4 separate regions of the Mus musculus genome follow, and regions 1, 2 and 4 are each linked to region 3. Evidence: chromatin contacts called from public promoter capture Hi-C data. All regions are on one chromosome and are shown on one strand. Each heading gives the region's core, a stretch centred on a gene start, on an enhancer-like site or on the middle of the called end of the contact. The rest is flanking DNA. Distances are from core to core; before and after follow the strand shown.

Region 1 (4,268 bases), core at 604-3,103, 510 kb before region 3:
CAGTTTCAGGTTTCTCTTTAAGGCCTTTAATCAATTTGGAGTCAGTTTTGTGCAAAAAAAAATGTAGGTTATGATAGATATATGTCCACTTTCATTTCTACATGTGGACATCTAGTTTTCCCATCATTGTTGAATATGTTGTCTTTCCTCCAGTATATATACTGTTTCGTTTCTCTGTCAAATACTGTATAGCCATAGTTATGTACATGTAAAACACACCTTTATACCTAAGACTTGGGGAACATTGCAGAAGAAGGGGAAGAAAGATTGTAGGAGTCAGAGGATCAGGATGCTTGCTTTGAGACAGTGTCTTCTAGACATGATGGGGATGCTGCATCCACCAAATCTCCACCTGTAAAATGATCAAACAAGTTGACATGACTATGTAATTGAGGGAAGTTTCTTAAGGCCACACCCCTAAATAAAGAGCTACAGGCAGCTAGTGATTGATGAGGGAGAGAAAGTCCATTTACTCCAGGGATGAGTCTCTGGTAGGTTATCCAATACTAAGTGGTTCTGTGTGTGTGTGTGCATGTGTGTGTGTGTGCATATGTTTGCTTGTATGTTTGCATATGTACATTTGTAGGTGCATATATGTGATTGTGTTTGTGTTTATACATATATGTGTGTATATATTTGTGTGCATGTGTGTATTTGCTTATCTGTGGTGTGTTTTGTAGATATGTATATGAATGTGTTTGTGTATATGCATGTGTATGTTTGCATATATCTCTATATCTATCTCTCTCTCTCTCTATCTATCTATCTATCTATATATATATATATGCATTTGTGTGTTTTTTTGTGTGTTTATGGGAATGCATTTGTGTGTATGTTTGAGTGTGTGTGTATGTATATGTTTGCCTATGTGTTTATTAGTGTATGTGCATGCATGTGAATGTGTTTGTCTCTATATATGTATGTATTATATATGTGAATGTATTTGTGTATATGTTTATATATTTTGTGTATGTGTATGTTTGCTTATGTGTTTGTATGTATGTGGTTGTGTCTGTATGCATTTGTGGGTATGTGTGTATATATGTGAAATTTGTGTGTGTGCATTTGTGTGTGTGTGTTTCAGTGCAGAATGCACACATAATACAAGACAACTAATCTAAGAATCTAGAGAACATTCATGCACAGCTTCTATTAAAAAATCCTGGCTAGAGTTTCCAAAAGCAAATATTATGAGTTCTTTTAAAGAGGTGCTTAACTAGCAGTATTCAGCTTTGATCTCGGGTTCCAAGGTAAACTCAGCAACTTTCCTCAAAGTAGCAACAACTCAGCATGTTGAAATTAGACATTTGATTTCACAAATCTTAGCCAAGAAGTTCTACGGGGTAATAATCTTTTTTGTTTGTTTGTTTTTGATTTTTTTTTTTTTTGCTCCATTTAACTAATGTGAAAGAATAAAGACCCAGGCAAACCTGAGAGGATTTGAATCCATGGTTCTTGAAAGTCTAAAGAGCCAAGGGTTATGTTTCGCCATGAATCGTTACCCCTGGCAGGGAATGTGCAAGGCTTCTAGCTTGCTTACATTGACAAAGCTTTTTAAGATAAGGATTCAAATGTTCCTGACTGCAAAGACTCTAGGTGTTTCCCTCAGTGTCACAGGTAGTTCCTTCTGAAAAGGCCTTTGTTGGGATCTTCTCTGTGGGAAGAACAGGAACTCACTTCTTCATGACAGGAAAGAGGCTGGGAAAGGCAAGCAAACGGCTTCTTTATATCGCAATCAGGAGAGTCTAGGGAGAGACAATTTCACACTAAGAAATAAGTTAAAGGAGGTAATTTTCTGCTCCCTCAGGCTGTGTGGTGAGGTGGTAAGAGTCAGAACCAAGGGGAAAGGCTCTGGGCTTCTGTTTGCAGCTTAGATAAGCACTTCCTGTCTGTCTGTAGGCATATTGCCTCATCTGTTTAAGGAGCCTTGATTAAGTGTCTCAATTACCCATCTAAAATAATAGCTGTTTCATCAGGGGTATTGTGGCATTTAATTAAAGCCCATGAAGGGTAATGAGATCCTCAGATAAGAGCATCTATAAACACTCAAGAGATGTATGTCTGCATACATACACGCCCCATTCAGATGCCTGCTAGGCTACAGAATTGAACAAAACATTTTATTGGGCACAACTCTTTCTTCATCTCTGCATTGTGCCTACTGTTAGTCTTGTTGCTTCAGACTCGGAACATAAATTCCTTCAGGGTTCTGTTTCCCAAGGGTTGCCTAATGCGTGTGTTCCGCTCCTTGCTTAAGGGTTAAATACCACAGGCAACTGCCGGTCACCTGTGATGCTACAGTATTTCTTTGAACCTCACATATTAATTTCCAAGTTTCATAGGCCTTTTCCTAGTGCTGCTCTACTAATACCATGGCTATTTCATATTTCTAAGTTAGATTTTTTTTTGATTTAGAAATTTTGGGCAAAAACTTTATATGACTTCTGTTCAGAAAGAAAACCAGTGTGTTCTAATATACATTGATCTGAATGTGTTTTTACTGAATTTTTATTAAAGTTTGGGTTATTTTAAGATTACTTTACATACCACTGGTTTATGTGTGTGGCACTGAAATGAAGTTAAATAAAAGCCCTCACAATTGAGTTGTAGATAGTTTGAGTTGTTTATACTTCGTGTTTATAGCATATTTATGCTATTTTTTAAGCAGCTTTAGTCTAACATATTCAGTATAACATGTACTATAACATATCCAGCAAGCTTAGAGTAGGAATTTATTTTGACTTAGGATCTGTGGATCAGCTGGGTATTTGTGATGGTTTGAGCCAGGAATAGATAATCTTGAGTTGGCAAGACTATATCCGTGGGCATCTGAAGACTGACTTGGATTGGATGGTCAAAGACAGCCATGCTCACATATCTATTAGCTGTCCATTTTTCCTTTGAGACATTATAATGCATAACTTTAATTTTTTAATCCTAGTTTTAATTATGGTTTTTAAATGCTTTAACCTCCCTTTTAGTCCACCAACCACCAGAGATAGTGGGAAAGAAAAGATACAGAGGAAGTGAACCTGTCTAGAAAGATTCTTTGGAGCAACTCCTGTTTGTGTTGTCTGGAATTTGGCAGTTCAGTTCACAAGTTAACAATGGCAGCTTGATCCACTCATAAACACTTCACAGATATAGCAGCAGTGCAGTTCAGTAGAGTCAGGTCAGCACACACAAAGCAGTAGTGGTGGCACTACTTAGCAGAGACAGTTAGGCCTCAGCCTTGGCTCAATTCGCAGGAGGGACTAGGTGAAGTTCTTGGTTGTGCCTCTCTCAGCAAAGTGAAGATCAGTGAGGATGTAAGACTCATAAGCATTGCACAGCTAGTTCTCCAAGCAAGCCAAGCTCAGCTTCCATTACTGTCTACTGAATCCTGTTTATATCCTCTAAAAGCACATGTCCTCCATGGGCTTTGCCTCAGCATGTGAGTCTGTCTCAGCTGACATCACTCTGGCAATCAGTCCAAGTTTGTGGGCAAGCAAGAAACTACAGCATACCACCAGACGTTTTTTGGTACATTTCTCTATGGAGTCCTGACAAATGCAGCTCAACTACACAATGTGAGGTGGACCAATACATGTGTGTTGTTAGCAAAGAGTCCTTCATCATGTGTCCTTTCACATCCTTAGTTTAGCACAACATTCTTTCTCCTGTGTCCACTTCAGGAAAACACTCCTTCATGTGTTTGCCCCAGCAAAACACCATCCAACCAATTTTCCAAAGAACCCTTAACTTTCTACTTACTAATGACTGGACCACAGATCTTTTCCCAACAGACCTTGCTAGATATATTTCCCTATTAGTGTTAAAGAGAAGTGCAAGTCCTTTGATATCTAGAAAATAAAACAACCCAATTCTTGCCGTACTGTACTAGCCAGGCAAAGTGATTGGTTTCCTGTTTCTTTCTGTGTTTTCTTTCTTTCTCATGGCCCAAGTAGCATCTTGAGTTCCCTCACATACATGCTGAATTCAGATAGTATCTACAAGAGACTGTGTAATGATCCACTCCCAAAACATCTATGTCCTAATCATTAGGGCACATGAACTTGGGAAAAAGACTCGGTAGAAATGCTTACATTAAGGCTTTTTAAATGAATTTGTCCTTTAACCACAAGAGTACTTGTAAGAGAGAGGTGGCGGAAGAGTCACTATGGCAGACACAGAAATCAAAGGTTGAAGTAAAATCCTACACTGTTGGCTTTGAAAAGAGAGCAAAGTATGAAATAATGAAGCTTTTTAGAAATGAAAGGCAAGAAAAT
Region 2 (4,555 bases), core at 1,374-3,873, 460 kb before region 3:
TAGGTTTGCTTTAAATTAGTACTTGCCTGAAGAGTGCTGAAAAACTAGACCCTAGGTGCTAGATGCAAGGGGGAAGAACTCAGGTGACAAGAATGGGTGTGTGCTGAGAAGCAGCTTCCTCCCTGTAGGTGCTTCTGAGACCAGAAATGTGAGGTCGTGCTAAGATTAGATCATATGTCGATTATGTTACATTAATACTCATTAAATAAATGCATGGGATACATCTATATGAGAATATGCCTATGTAATTTTAAAAGGTTTAAGTCTTCCTGCAGTCATTCCAGTCACTGTTCCCTGTGCCCAGTACTGTGTTTTCTCCCTTCTTGAGGTTATTTTTGCCCCCCACTCTGGAGACCTGGGAGCCATGTGAGCCCATGTGTCTTTACATATACACGGTGAGCTTACCACTTTAAGTGTGTTACAGTTGCCCTCAGATTACAGAAAATGGGGGCAGGACAACTTAGAGCCAAACAACAGGCTCTAGAGCCTATGTCCTTGACTTGTGCTGATCTTAAGAGATGCCCTGGAAAGAATGAATCAGGTAAGTTTTGTTGTGAGAGCTCTCTAACAAACACATCTCTCTGAGTATTATGGGGAATAGGAGGGGGTTCCTACAGAAAAAAAATCCTTTTTATTAAAACCAAGAGGCTGGGTGTGTAGACTAGAAAGAATAAATTATCTGAATGGAATAAAAGAAATAAGAAAAGAGGTTGCCACCGGGCAGTGATGGTGCAGGCCTTTAATCCCAGCACTCGGGAGGCAGAGGCAGGCAGATTTCTGAATTTGAGGCCTGCCTGGTCTACAGAGTGAGTTCCAGGACAGCCAGGGCTACACAGAGAAACCCTGTCTCAAAAAACCCAAAAAAGAAAAAAAGAAAAGAGGTTGCCACCACTCCCTCCCCTCCCTTCTCTTCTTCCTTCCATCCTTCCTGCCTTTTGCCTTCCTTTATCCACCTCCTTTCCCCTCATTTTTCTTCTCCCATTCGCAAGCCCATAGAGAATACCCTTCATGAACCCGCAACTAGATCTTAATTTCTTACTTAAGAGAATAATTGGGTATTCCTTGATAACTATAATGTTTAAAAAGCACTGGTAGTAAAGGCAATTGCTTCCTAAGGACAGTTATTTTTGGTGGCACTAGGAATCAAATCCAGGACCTGGCCTATGCTAAACTAGTGTTCTACATGGAGCTACATCCCCAGTCCCTCCCCTGCAGCTATTTTTGTTGAGAAGCTCTATAACATTTCGCAAGACATAGCCAAAGTTTGGGTGGCTAGCTTAAAATACACCAAAATTTTCCAAATTGTTGCTGCTACTATAAATCCAAAGTGCAGCTGAGATTTCAAGGCTGACCTTACTGTTCTAAAAAATGCAGAAGGGGAGTAGGAGCCTGTTTCTGTGGAGGGTTTTGAATTATCCTCATCATCTAATATTCATGCTATAAAAACTCTACAAAAAATGCTATTTCCTAAATAAATGTCAAGAGTCTAGATGGCATTCAGTGAATGATTCTAAGAAGAGTGCAAACAGTGTTTCCTTAATTAAAAGCAAGCAAAAAAAGATGGCTAATTAAATGTCATCATGTGAAAGGGAATGAGTGGGAGAAAGAGAGAGCTCCAGGGGAGACCATGTCAGAGAATGCCTCCGACTCTCACGCGAGCCCGCACGGACGACTGGGAGATACCTGCCCCAACTGCTGTAAAGCCAGGTCCAGCAATGCTAGAATATTACCAAAAACTGAGCTCCCAGGGGGAAAGGCCTAAAGTACGCATCCATCCATCCATCCATTCATTTCGACCTCCCTCGGTATTTCCCTAGTGAGATAAGATCTCACTCCGTAGGCCAGGTTGGCCTGGAATTCATGATGTTCCTACGTCCAATTGCTGAATTATAGGTATGTGCCACCATGCTCAGTCTTAGCGTCTTCTGGAAACCAAAATAGTGAACGGGAATCTATGCTGTTATTATTCAAAAACCAGCAAACTGCTGGGCCACTGTGTCTTCCGTGCTGAGGAATTGCTAAGCACACTACTGGACACTATTTCACCAGGTAAAGTTGTGTAGAGCGCCAATACATCATTTTATTTATTTATTTATTTATTACCAGACATTGGTATGACTGCTCTCATCCCTATTTTGAATCAGAACAGTTATTTCACATGAAGTAATGGGTGGGCAGGCAGTACCCCACCAATTTAGCATTCCAAAGCTTCCAAGTGTTAGCCTGAGCCTAGCTTGTTAGGGCTGCCTTGGCCCAGACCCTAACAGCTCCAATAGTAGGATACAATTCGCCTTCCTGGCCTAAATTGGCTTTGAACCACAGGACTGGAACACTGCCTGCCCACCACAGGTACACTGCCTGCTGGCGATTCACTTTGTCATGACTCTGCACGCTCTGTGCCTCGTTCTGTACCATCACTCCTCAGGATATTTCTCCCCAGGTTGAAAACACACACCCTACTTCCAGCATCTGCTTCAAGTTTCCTGGATGGCCCGGTAATGTGTTTGTTTAACTCACTTAGCGTTGGACTATAGATTTTGCCAGTGGCCCTTGGCACACCGGCCTCAGGATGTTTGTTTTTCTAAGTTCTGCCTTATCTTACTTCCTCTGGAAAAGCCTCACTTTTCACAGCTTGGCTGAAGCTTGAGCCAGCAACTCTCCTGAGCCCTGCCTAGAGCGTTTGCCTGAGTGGGAGGCTAAATGATCTGCAGTTTGGAAATCATGAGCACTTTGCCATGTAGTGTTTCATCCGAAGGCGAGATGAACAGCCTGAGAGTGTGGCTGAGACGCTGAGACTGCATGAGCAGCAGGCTTCGTTTCTGTCCGCTCCATTTTTTCTCACCAGTGCCTGGAAGTTAGCTGAAGTTTAGAAAGTCTCATACATGGGATGCACTTGGATTGCTTGTTAAAATTCAAGTTCCCAGCTCAATATCCTCTGAGAGTCCAACTTAAAACAGCTGGAAGGGCCTGGGCCAATTATTAATTAATTCATAATTGTTTCACTACTTTTGGGCCGTGTTTTTAATTGAAATATCCCTCTACTGGTCATCGTGACGAAATATTTTCTAGATCGTGATGGGAGAAACCTTCGTGAAGCACTGGGAATCTGCCATTTGAGCATCTCCTATCTTGTTCTGAATCCAATGTTAGCTCACTGATCACCCGAGTAAGTGATCCGAACCCTTTGTCTTCAAGTACGGACAGAAGTTAAGGTTGCGTAAAGGTCTGGTGGATTTGGCACACCATGTCAACGAAGAGTAGTTCTAATTTTTATATTGTTTTCCCAAAAGCATCACAGGGGAAATGAAGACAGTTTTAAATGTGCAGAGAGCAGGCCTAGAAACCAAGGCCACATGCACAGAGGCTGAAGTCTGAACAACAGAGTGAAACTGCCTTTCTCTGTCTGCCATTTCTGGTGATCTATAGAGCGTGCCTCTTCTTGGCTTGGGAGTGTCTTGAGCTTCTTTTAGCAGTCTCTGCTTCTTCATGGACGGGAGCTTCTAAACGCCTAGGTTAGCATGGCCAATTCTCTCCATATGCTCCTCAAACCTCCTTGCTGATTTCTAACTTGATGTCTGTCTTCCTGCTAGAGGCTAAATTCCGATAAGGGGTGGGATCTAGTTGCCCGCTCCTGTCCTTATTCCCGGGCTTTGGAAGAGGAGCCTCGCATATAACCTTTGTGGATACAAGTTAGGACGTACTTTTTAGAAAGTCATTAGTGCTGTCCAGCTTGGGGAGAGAAAGCCTACACACCTCAGCCTGCCTGCCACAGGACGCTCATTCAAATGGACAGTGTGAATGTCCTTCCAGTGAACTTATTTATTTCTAATATTTTTTTCCAGCCAGCCAAAAAGTTTTCTGCAACATCTGAAGGCAATATCAGGCCATTTTATTAAAGAAGGGCAAAACCCATAATGAATGTAAAGAGTTAGACAAATCACACACGAAAACCCCAGATAACAACATCAATTTTTGTTAGTTTTCCATGAACCAGCTGAAGGGGCGATCTAAATGATGCATTGCTGCAGCCCATCGGGCCTCTCATGGATGGCAAGAAAAATTAGTGGGGTACAGACCACATTATTCTATTTACCAATCCTTGAAGCTTTTTTGTGTCTCAAGTCTTTCCCGTTCCTCACATGGAAACATCTTACATCAGTGTTAACATCTCACAGAGAAAAGGTGATTCACCGGGTGATTAAATTAGCACCATGTTATACCTGTGCTGAAGTCTTGGAGAAACAACAACATTCATGCATCATTTCCAATCTAGAAAGGCTGAGCTGAAATTTTTCTCTGTTGTCTTTCTGTTTCGGGTTCTAACCCCAAACGGAAAGCCACTTTTATATCCTGTAACACATGTTTCTTGTGAGGAAAGAAACCTTCCAAGTGCAAGTAGGCTCAGGAAACAAATGCAGAGCTCTGTTTCTGTTGGCATGGAGTCACTGAATTCCTCTCTTCTGGCTGAAGTTTCCGTTTCTGTGCTATAGAAGGATACCTGGGACAAGAGTGAGAGAGGCTCAGCAGTGCTTTACCCTGTGCCTTTAATCAGCTT
Region 3 (4,179 bases), core at 1,190-3,689:
TAAGTCATGGTAATTGTTTTTAATCAATAAAAGCCTTAGTTCAAAGTTGCCTTTGATGTTATGATAATCAGAAGCCTGAGCAACATATTGTATAATAAAAGTTCCCTGTGTCTTCAATTTGTCTTATGCAGAATTATGAAACATTGTAAGAAGTGATTGTTTAAATTGTAGACACTTACAACTCTTAGTTCCTTACCTTCACTGCCCACCAGGTACTTCTTTTTGGTAGTGATAGCATCAAAAAGAGGTTGGGGATCTAGGGAAATAGCTCAGCAGGAAACTACATGCTCTGCCAGCATGAGGATGGAGATTAGATTCCTGGCGCCCAACTCATAATCTGACAACACGTCCTTGTAGTCCCACTTCTGAGGGAGGCAAAACCTGGAAGATCTCTGGTGCTTCTTGGCTAGCCAATATAGCTGAATCTGTGATTCTGGGTTCAGTGAGAGAGCCTTTCTCAAAAAAGAGAGTGATTGGGGAAGAAACCTAACATTGAATACTAGCCACCATATGCATGCCTATAGATATGTACTTCACCACCATTCGCTACATACACAAAGGGGTTTCATTTACTTAACAACCTAATTAGTACTAGACACTCTAAAGGTCTTTCCCATTTTTCTTTGTTGTGAGAACGTTATGCGATTTTTTTTAAACTTACCAGCTTTGTGTCAAATTCCAATGTGTTCACATTACTATTCTCTTTGTATTTCTGTTGTACATTGTTCTAGAAGTATATTCTTGGATTTAAGACCCCAAATCCAAATAGCCAGAACTCTTTGATTGTTGTAATGACACTTGAATATTTCTGTCATTTGCTGGGTAACTCCAGTCCTTTTCCAGCGCAGCCAGTATTATAACTCACATAGCCCCTGTGAGCATTAAGTGGCTGTTGTTTGGAGACAAAGCCATTCGTGGTATTTAAGAGTCCTCCCCTTATCCTTCCCAGAACATAATGACTTTAAAGTCTGGTTTCTTGTGGGTCACAAACTCATTCAATTCAATTAATCCAATTAAACCCAAACAATGGCAACGATGTTGGGATGAAGCATTGTCTTCCGCGCCCTTTGATGTGAGCTGTGAGGCTCTTCTCCAGCATAGATTTCTCTGAAACAATAGCATTTCTCAAGCTGCCTTCTACGAAAGAGCCTAAGCTGCAGCAGCATCCACTTGGGTATACATATGTCTTAACAAACTTTCCGTCTTTCACGGAGCACCTTGAATTTCCCTACAAGCAAATTAGACAAGCGTGCAGTTGTAGAGTCTGGTTTTGTTTTAGAAGAAGACCTCCTTTTGGGTACATGGCATGAATGTCAGATAACTTTGTTTCTCAACACCAGGCAAATTAATAGTGACTGATTTATGTCCACCCCCCAAATTGCTAATAACCTTTAATAACCAAGTGCAGTGTTATGCAGTTCTCTCTAATCAAAGGTTGCCTTTGGTTTCTGACTGCCAAAATCTTAATAAAGACAATAATTCTTGGCTTGCCCATAAGTGAGATTATGCAACCAACAATGAGGAAACCATTAAAAAATTAATTTAGGGGAAAGTTAATTGGTGTTTTGCAACTTGGTCAACAAAATGTTTCCTCGTGATTAATGGGATTTTTTCAAGAGCTGAAAACATTAAGCCTGAGGAAATTATTTTTCCTTATTAGCTTTTATTCTTCATCTATTCATTTGAGATTATGAGGAGGCACAGATAGTTAAGTGAATTCCATGATTTAAACAAACAAACAAACAACAAGCGAGGCAATGTTCTGTCTCCAGGAATAGAAACTAGAAAAATAAGAGGGCAGGAGAAAGTCCTTCTGCTTATATGGCCTTAATTGTCAATGGTTGGCTCTCTATGGGTTACGCTATAGAACCGCATCTCCCAATTTTCCCAAGCCATCCATCTTCCAGGATGGAAGTCATGCACAGTGTTTCGTTTGTCTGTTTCAATGTGGCACCATTACTTCTGGATGGTGGTGTTTCCCCACAATCTCTCCTCCCTCTGACATCCCCTGAGAGTTTTGGTTCCTCCCCACTTGTGGCTCCTGCACCCTGCCCAGCACTGGCAGTTACCAGTGCTTTTAGAACTTGCCTTAGTGTCCCCCTCCTTGGAAATGAGAAAGCATTTTGACTGCTGTGAAAAATCATTGGATTAAGAAAGCATTGCCCTCCTCTGTGACCCACCCCTTCCCGCCCTCCAGAAGGGAGCCGAAGTGCCTACTTACATCCTGTGTCTTCTCAGTGCTCTGTGTCCTGTGGCCAAGGCGTGCAGCAGAGGCATGTGGGCTGTCAGATCGGGACACACAAAGCAGCCAGAGAGAGTGAGTGCAGCTCCTACAGCAGACCAGAGTCGGAGCGTGTCTGCCAAGCCTCACCATGTCCTCTCTACACTTGGAGGGCAGAGCAGTGGCAACAAGTAAGTAAAGCCATGAAGTAAGTGCACACCAGCCTGCGTGTCGCTCCACCCCCTTGTTAGCATCAGCTCCACACCCTATGGAGCCTGCAAAGCCATTGAATGGAGTGGCATTGCTGGCTCCTTCCCAAAGGAGCTGTTTGCTGTCAGGCTCTAGGCAATTCCTGTTTGCGTTTCTCCCTGTGGTCTTGAGTATCCCAGAGCTGGGGTCACTGAAATGGAAAGGAAAAAAAACAGCTTTAACATGCCTCAGGCCAAGAGTATAAGCATACAGACAACTTTCACTTCACAGGAGGGGAGATGATGGGCAGAACATTTAATATATGTTTGGATTTGGTTAGCCTGTGTTCATTTGAATAGCCGTAACATGCAAGTATTTGAGGTAAAGCTTACTCTGTATTTTTCCTTTTCGTGTGCCATTGACGATCAGGGAGAGAAAACGGGCTCTCGTGTGAAATACTCATTAATTAGGGTAGAATTTCCAGTGTTTTCAACCCATGGTAGAATCCACATGAAGTGTTGAGTTAATATAGAAATATGCTGGACTTATTTTTCTTCTACTCCCCAAGTTAATGCTTGACTTTAGCAGACATTTAAGTGTCTGTGCTGGAAAGTCCATTGCTGGGGGAAGGGGGAGAGGAGGGTAGAGGTGGTATAAGACATTAGGGGGAGGTAACCCCAATTTCCAGAACAGAATGCTAGGTTATAGAAAGAGTAGGACAGAATTAGAAAGTCAAATCAGATCTGCTGACCCCGGAATGACATAAAAGACGCACACTGCTGGAGAGGCAAGATGGAGGAGCCGCCTGCACTGAGCGTGGCTCACAACCCAAGGTAGCGTGGTTTGAGGATGTTTGTTCTGCACTTGGCTGTGCTGGGAGCTTTCTGTCTGTCCGTCCTCTCACTTTGTCTTTTGGATGACACCTAGATGAGGTGAGTTTAGTTTTTAGTTTTAGGTGGTAAAACTAAGATTCAGACAGACTTTGCCAGTTGTCCAAGGGCCCCACATCTAGCAGCTAGAGGAAGCCACCCATGACCCTGTTTGATATCTCTCATCTTTATGATTTCCTACTGTATTCTGCACCTCTGGGATTGGCTTCCCAGCCCTGCTCTCCCCAGTCCCTTCCGGTAATGGATCCATTCCTTACTACAGTGGTTCATCTCTTTAGGAACGCTTCCTTCTTCATCTGCTTGGTCATGTTGCTTGTTTTCCTTCTAGACTTCTCTTGCTTCTGTCAGATAGTATCTGGGACAATACCTAACACAGTTAAGTTTAAGATTATTTGAACTTGAGCCAGATAGGTTATCAGGAACTTGTATGCTTAGAAAAATATCACTGTGGTCCCTATCTCAGCTGTGCCATCAATAGCCACGTGACTCAGAGCAAGAATTCTTATCTCTCTGAGTCTTGGCTTGCCATCTGTAGGATGGGAATGGTAGTAGCTTTGTAGAGCTGTTTTGAGGAAGTTGGAAAGGACACTAATCTGTCATCCACTGCAGTCTCAGGACTGGCTGGGTCAGACAAAGAAGAGGTTAACTCATCTCTCTGACTCACTGAGACTTTCGACTATCTTTGGGATTCCTACTTCAGACTCATCCCTGTCTGTTTTCTCCACCTTGATCTTCACTCCATAATGAACTCTGTGTCTCTGTCGCAAAGATCAAGAGGTGAGAAAGTACTCATAGACAAGGCAAAGCTAACTGCTTATGCTGCAGCCAGCATTTGAGAGTTCAGAAGCCAATCACGAGCACCACAGGCTCCATTCCCAA
Region 4 (4,047 bases), core at 909-3,408, 410 kb before region 3:
CTTATGCCAGGCACTGTGGATTCAATGTTAACCAGGACATCTGTGTATCGTATATCATGAAACTTCAGTATTGATGATGGAGGTAAAGATGCAATCATTTGCTTTGAATCTATAGAATCAAGTCATAATTAGTTGTCAGTTCATTCATAAGGACTTGGTAACCCTCAGTTGCTTGATTGATGAATTGTGATCAATAGTATAAAGCAGGTATACAGGGTATTTCTCTGTTCTCACGTAGGTAAGTAATGTCCTACTCTGAAAACTTAGCAAAGACTTCTAAGCAGAAATAACATTTGAATTATGATATTTAAAGTTAGGTGAAGTTTATATGTGTAGTCTTCCTTTGCAGATGAAGAAATAGGAACTCGGAACAGTTGTATGACTTATTTAAAGAGTTGAGGTTTGAAACAAAACAGCAACAGCAACAAAAGCAAGCAAGCAAACAAGCCAAAATTAACCCACCACTGCATGCTTTGCATAGAACAGATTGCAGTTCTAGAAGTAGGAAAGTTCAAGATCGGGGACATGTCTGATGAGGGTACCGTACGTTGTCATTCGATGGCATATGGCATCACATGGGAGAGCAAATAAAAGAGCTGAGTGACACTCATGGAGGAAAGAGGGAAGCATGACAAGAAAGGAAGCAGCTGGGCAATCTCAGGAGCCTGGTGTGTTTGTAGAAGCCAGCCCAGTTCCTTGGTACTTAGCCTTACTACAAATGAACACCCATGCCTTCAGGAATGGACCTACGCCTGGGGAGAAGGCTCAGCTGGCAAATCACTGACTCACAAACACGAGAGCCTAGTCCTTATCCCCAACATTGACATAAAAAGCTATGCATATAACCCTAGCACTGGGGACACAGACCAGAGCATCCCTGAGTCTTTCTGGTCACCTGGTATAGCTAAATTAGTGATATCCAGGGCCAGTTAGAGACCTTATCCCAAAAGATAAGGTAGAGAGATGTCAGTAGAAAAAAATAGCCAACGTTGACCTCTTACCATCATTAACACACCCACATGCATGTGTGCATGGGCACACATACAGAAAATTATACATATACATGAACACACACACACTCACACACACTGACACTCACCAAAAAGAACTGAGCCCCCATAATCTAACCACCTCTCATGCCTCCTTCTCTTAAATGTTGCAACACTTTCCACTTGGGGGGACGTTAAACTCTAAGGGAACAAATGATTTCTGAAGCCTAACATACTGTACTTCATGAGATCCAGATTTTACGGCTCCAGTTCTAACTCTAGACCTGGTATTCTTTCTGGCCTGCTGTATTTGATGTATTTATATTCTAAGAAAAAATATATGTTGGTGTTGCTCAAAAGATTTTCTCTAAGTCTATGAAATGTGTGCTGGGCTTCTGAAGAGGTTCTGGTTCAGCTGGTCCAGTGGACTAAGGAAAGGGAGGGCACATTTGTGTGGGCTCCTCAAGTGATTGGATGCACAGTGCTGATGAGAACATGTTCTGGATCTTTCTGATGTCTCTGCTCCAGGAATCAGTTAGAGCACTTCATGGTGGAAACTAATACTACCGTAAATCAAAGCTCTCCCTGTCACTAGCAGCCTCGGCGTTGTGGCCCTTGGGGTCTCTGTGAAGCTAGGACTACATTGGCATTTGTCAACCCTGATTAAATGACGCTTATATCTCCAGTCTGGACAACTGACCTTGAATCTCCAGAGAAAGGGCCCAGGAATCGGCACTTACTGGAAGTTTCCATTTGACTGAATGGTAGATGATCTCAAAGGTCCCTTCTGACTTGAAAATCTTCTGCATCTATGAAATCAGCTAACCCTTGTGGCCTGGAGACATTATGAGACAGTGGAGGATGCAAGGGACATTACAGAAAACTCAGCTTCGGGGGAGGGGCGGGGGATGACTGGGGCTGGGGGCTGACGCATTGCCAAGACCTACTGCTCTACTCAGCAGTGTCTTTGTGAAAATAGTAACCCCCCTCTTTCCCCTGACTGATTTATGTGACAGTTGGAAGGCACCAGAACAGTGTGTTCCTCCCCTCAGCATTATTAACATAAATATGTGCACGGGCCTTCAGCTCCTGCTTTCTGTGTACACTAGGCTTAAGGGGCCTTGAAAGCCGCAGGCCAGCTGAAGAAAAACCAGGGAGAGGAAGTGTTGTTAGAGACACTGGAATGAAAGGGGGGAAAAGGACAGGAGGTTGCTAAGAGACAATGTCAAGCTGGGCCATGGGATTAGCAGCCAGAATCAAAGCAAGACCTTAATGGTATATTCTTGCAGTAGGAGCCCTTTCCAAGCACAAGGGGTGGAGGGTGATTGCCCAAGTAATTCCACCCCAAATCAGGCGGAAAGGCCCCTTCTCCTTCTTGGCTGGATGCAAAGTAAAAACTAAGTGATTTAAAAAATAATTCTAGCTAATACCATCCTCTAGCTCCGGGTAGAGGGGAGCAGTGCTTAACTGTAGGCTGACTGGCAGTCTTTACTATGCTAATGAACACCAAGAATCACTAATCCTCAAATTGCTTGCAACCTGTTTATTGAGAGTGGTCAAACATTTTCCAAGATATATTTTGGGAAGCTGACTTATAAAATGACTATGATACTTCATAGCCCTATGTTTTGGTTTCAAACATAAATCAGTTTAAACAATAGCCTTGTGAATTGGTTTTTACCGCACCCCCATCCCCTTTGCAGAAGTAAAGGCCCAAAGAGGCTCAGCAACTTGTTCAAAGCCTCAGCTAGTGGGGAATGAAGAACTTGGGGAGGGGGTTCTAGGATCCGGATTTGCATCTTGCTCCTGCTGACACCTCAAGCTATGACTCCGTTTTCACATGTGAGAAATGGAGACATATCTTACAGAGTTGCCAAGCTTAGAGATAATACAAATGCTATATGTCCCAAAAAGAGCTATAGATACCATCACTTCTGCCCCTTGTATCATCAACACCGTCATCGCTGCGTTGTCGTCGTCGTGAATTTAATACTTGGAAAGGCAGTTCATAGAAGGGTTTTGGTTGAATCAAGTGAAATAGTAGGTTTAGGCATGCAAGAGGCTAGGTAAATGATAAACCTCTTGAGAGAAATGGAAAAGCTTGTTGCCATTCTTTGGGCCAATCCTGCTATCAGCTACCAGACATGGAGTATCATTTTGGGCATGAGACTTCATGGGGCTAGTTCCTGCTTTACAGCAGATGGTTGGTAGAGCCAGAGGAGCTGGTGTCTTCTGCCTACCTTGCCATCGTAATCCTTCAGGGGCTTGTTCACACCGCTTTCTAAGCTCTGGCCTTGAAGTGCCTGAACCCACGTGTCTGTGATGATTCCTAGGAAACACAGGCATTTGGGAACTTCCAACTGATTCTCACCATCAGCCTGCTTTTGAGGCCACTGGACTGGACTGGGCACGGCAGCACAACCCTTAAACCCCAGTACTTTGGAAGCAGAGGCAAGGACAGAGGCAGAAGCATGTGAGCCTCTATGAGTTCAAGGCTAGTCCACAGAGTAAGTTCAAGATTATCTAGGGCTGCAGTGTAAGAGCCTGTCAAACAAAACAAAACAAAACAAAACAAAACAAAACAAAACAAAAACAAAAAACTCAAACAAAAACAAAAACAAAAATGAAAACCCTTAAAAAACAAACAAACAAAAAATAAAACAAACTAAATAAAGAAATAAACAAAACCTACCAACGTCTGGACTGATGAAGATGTGGAAAGTCTTTCTATTCATTTTTCCCTCAATGACTCAGAGGACCTAGTAGAATTATCTTTTGGCGCATTTTTGGTTATTATTCTTGGTTGGGTTTGGAGGGAGTATTACTTCTGGTTATTATTCTTGGTTGGATTTTTGGGGAAGTATCATTTTTGGTTATTATTTGCTGTGGTCTTCCCTTGTGCAAGTACACAACTTTCAAACACTCTGGCCTTTGAATGTCAATTTATTTATTTATTTATTTATTTTGCCATGCTTCCTGTTCAATACAGTAGCTTGCATTGGAAAATAGAGGACTGTGAGAGGCCTTGGGTAATGACACTGCACAGACATGTATACTA

What was found. Promoter capture Hi-C pulls out the DNA fragments that hold promoters and counts their contacts.
Region 1: a promoter capture Hi-C map of the C10 cell line shows a contact between it and region 3. The contact joins the enhancer-like site here to the promoter of A730049H05Rik in region 3. A contact is called at or near these places in 11 of 39 promoter capture datasets (the 3T3-L1 cell line, 3T3-L1-derived adipocytes, the C10 cell line and 6 more), 2 of 115 datasets of contacts at active chromatin or transcription factors (embryonic stem cells and epiblast stem cells) and 2 of 9 other capture datasets (liver and pancreatic islet).
Region 2: a promoter capture Hi-C map of hippocampal neurons shows a contact between it and region 3, with 4 times the contacts expected there. The contact joins the enhancer-like site here to the promoter of A730049H05Rik in region 3. A contact is called at or near these places in 12 of 39 promoter capture datasets (3T3-L1-derived adipocytes, the C10 cell line, HPC-7-derived erythroid cells and 9 more), 1 of 115 datasets of contacts at active chromatin or transcription factors (the NIH/3T3 cell line) and 2 of 9 other capture datasets (adipose tissue and liver).
Region 4: a contact with region 3 is called in a promoter capture Hi-C map of stem cell-derived epiblast-like cells, with 2.4 times the contacts expected there. The contact joins the enhancer-like site here to the promoter of A730049H05Rik in region 3. A contact is called at or near these places in 9 of 39 promoter capture datasets (the 3T3-L1 cell line, cranial neural crest, embryonic stem cells and 5 more) and 1 of 484 Hi-C or Micro-C datasets (adipose-derived mesenchymal stem cells).

What each region holds. Positions count from the first base shown.
Region 1 is chr6:93,325,841-93,330,108 of GRCm38.p6, reverse strand. No RefSeq gene overlaps it. Among named protein-coding and RNA genes, the nearest start is that of Gm25094, 7.6 kb to the left of the region's middle. Within about 2 kb of position 1,853, at least 3 of the 459 cell types and tissues checked have an H3K27ac peak or open chromatin away from gene starts, as enhancers often do.
Region 2 is chr6:93,272,294-93,276,848 of GRCm38.p6, reverse strand. No RefSeq gene overlaps it. Among named protein-coding and RNA genes, the nearest start is that of Gm46968, 40 kb to the left of the region's middle. Within about 2 kb of position 2,623, at least 32 of the 459 cell types and tissues checked have an H3K27ac peak or open chromatin away from gene starts, as enhancers often do. A contact at or near this core is called in adipose tissue, where this site is marked.
Region 3 is chr6:92,814,703-92,818,881 of GRCm38.p6, reverse strand. A730049H05Rik (RIKEN cDNA A730049H05 gene) reads right to left here and starts at 2,439. Exons shown (of 5, transcript NR_169152.1): 1 at 2,222-2,439. Adamts9 (a disintegrin-like and metallopeptidase (reprolysin type) with thrombospondin type 1 motif, 9) reads left to right here. Exons shown (of 40, transcript NM_175314.4): 30 at 2,239-2,412.
Region 4 is chr6:93,222,207-93,226,253 of GRCm38.p6, reverse strand. The region is part of intron 3 of Gm38863 (a long non-coding RNA gene); the gene reads right to left. Among named protein-coding and RNA genes, the nearest start is that of Gm38863, 30 kb to the right of the region's middle. Within about 2 kb of position 2,158, at least 44 of the 459 cell types and tissues checked have an H3K27ac peak or open chromatin away from gene starts, as enhancers often do. A contact at or near this core is called in stem cell-derived epiblast-like cells, where this site is marked.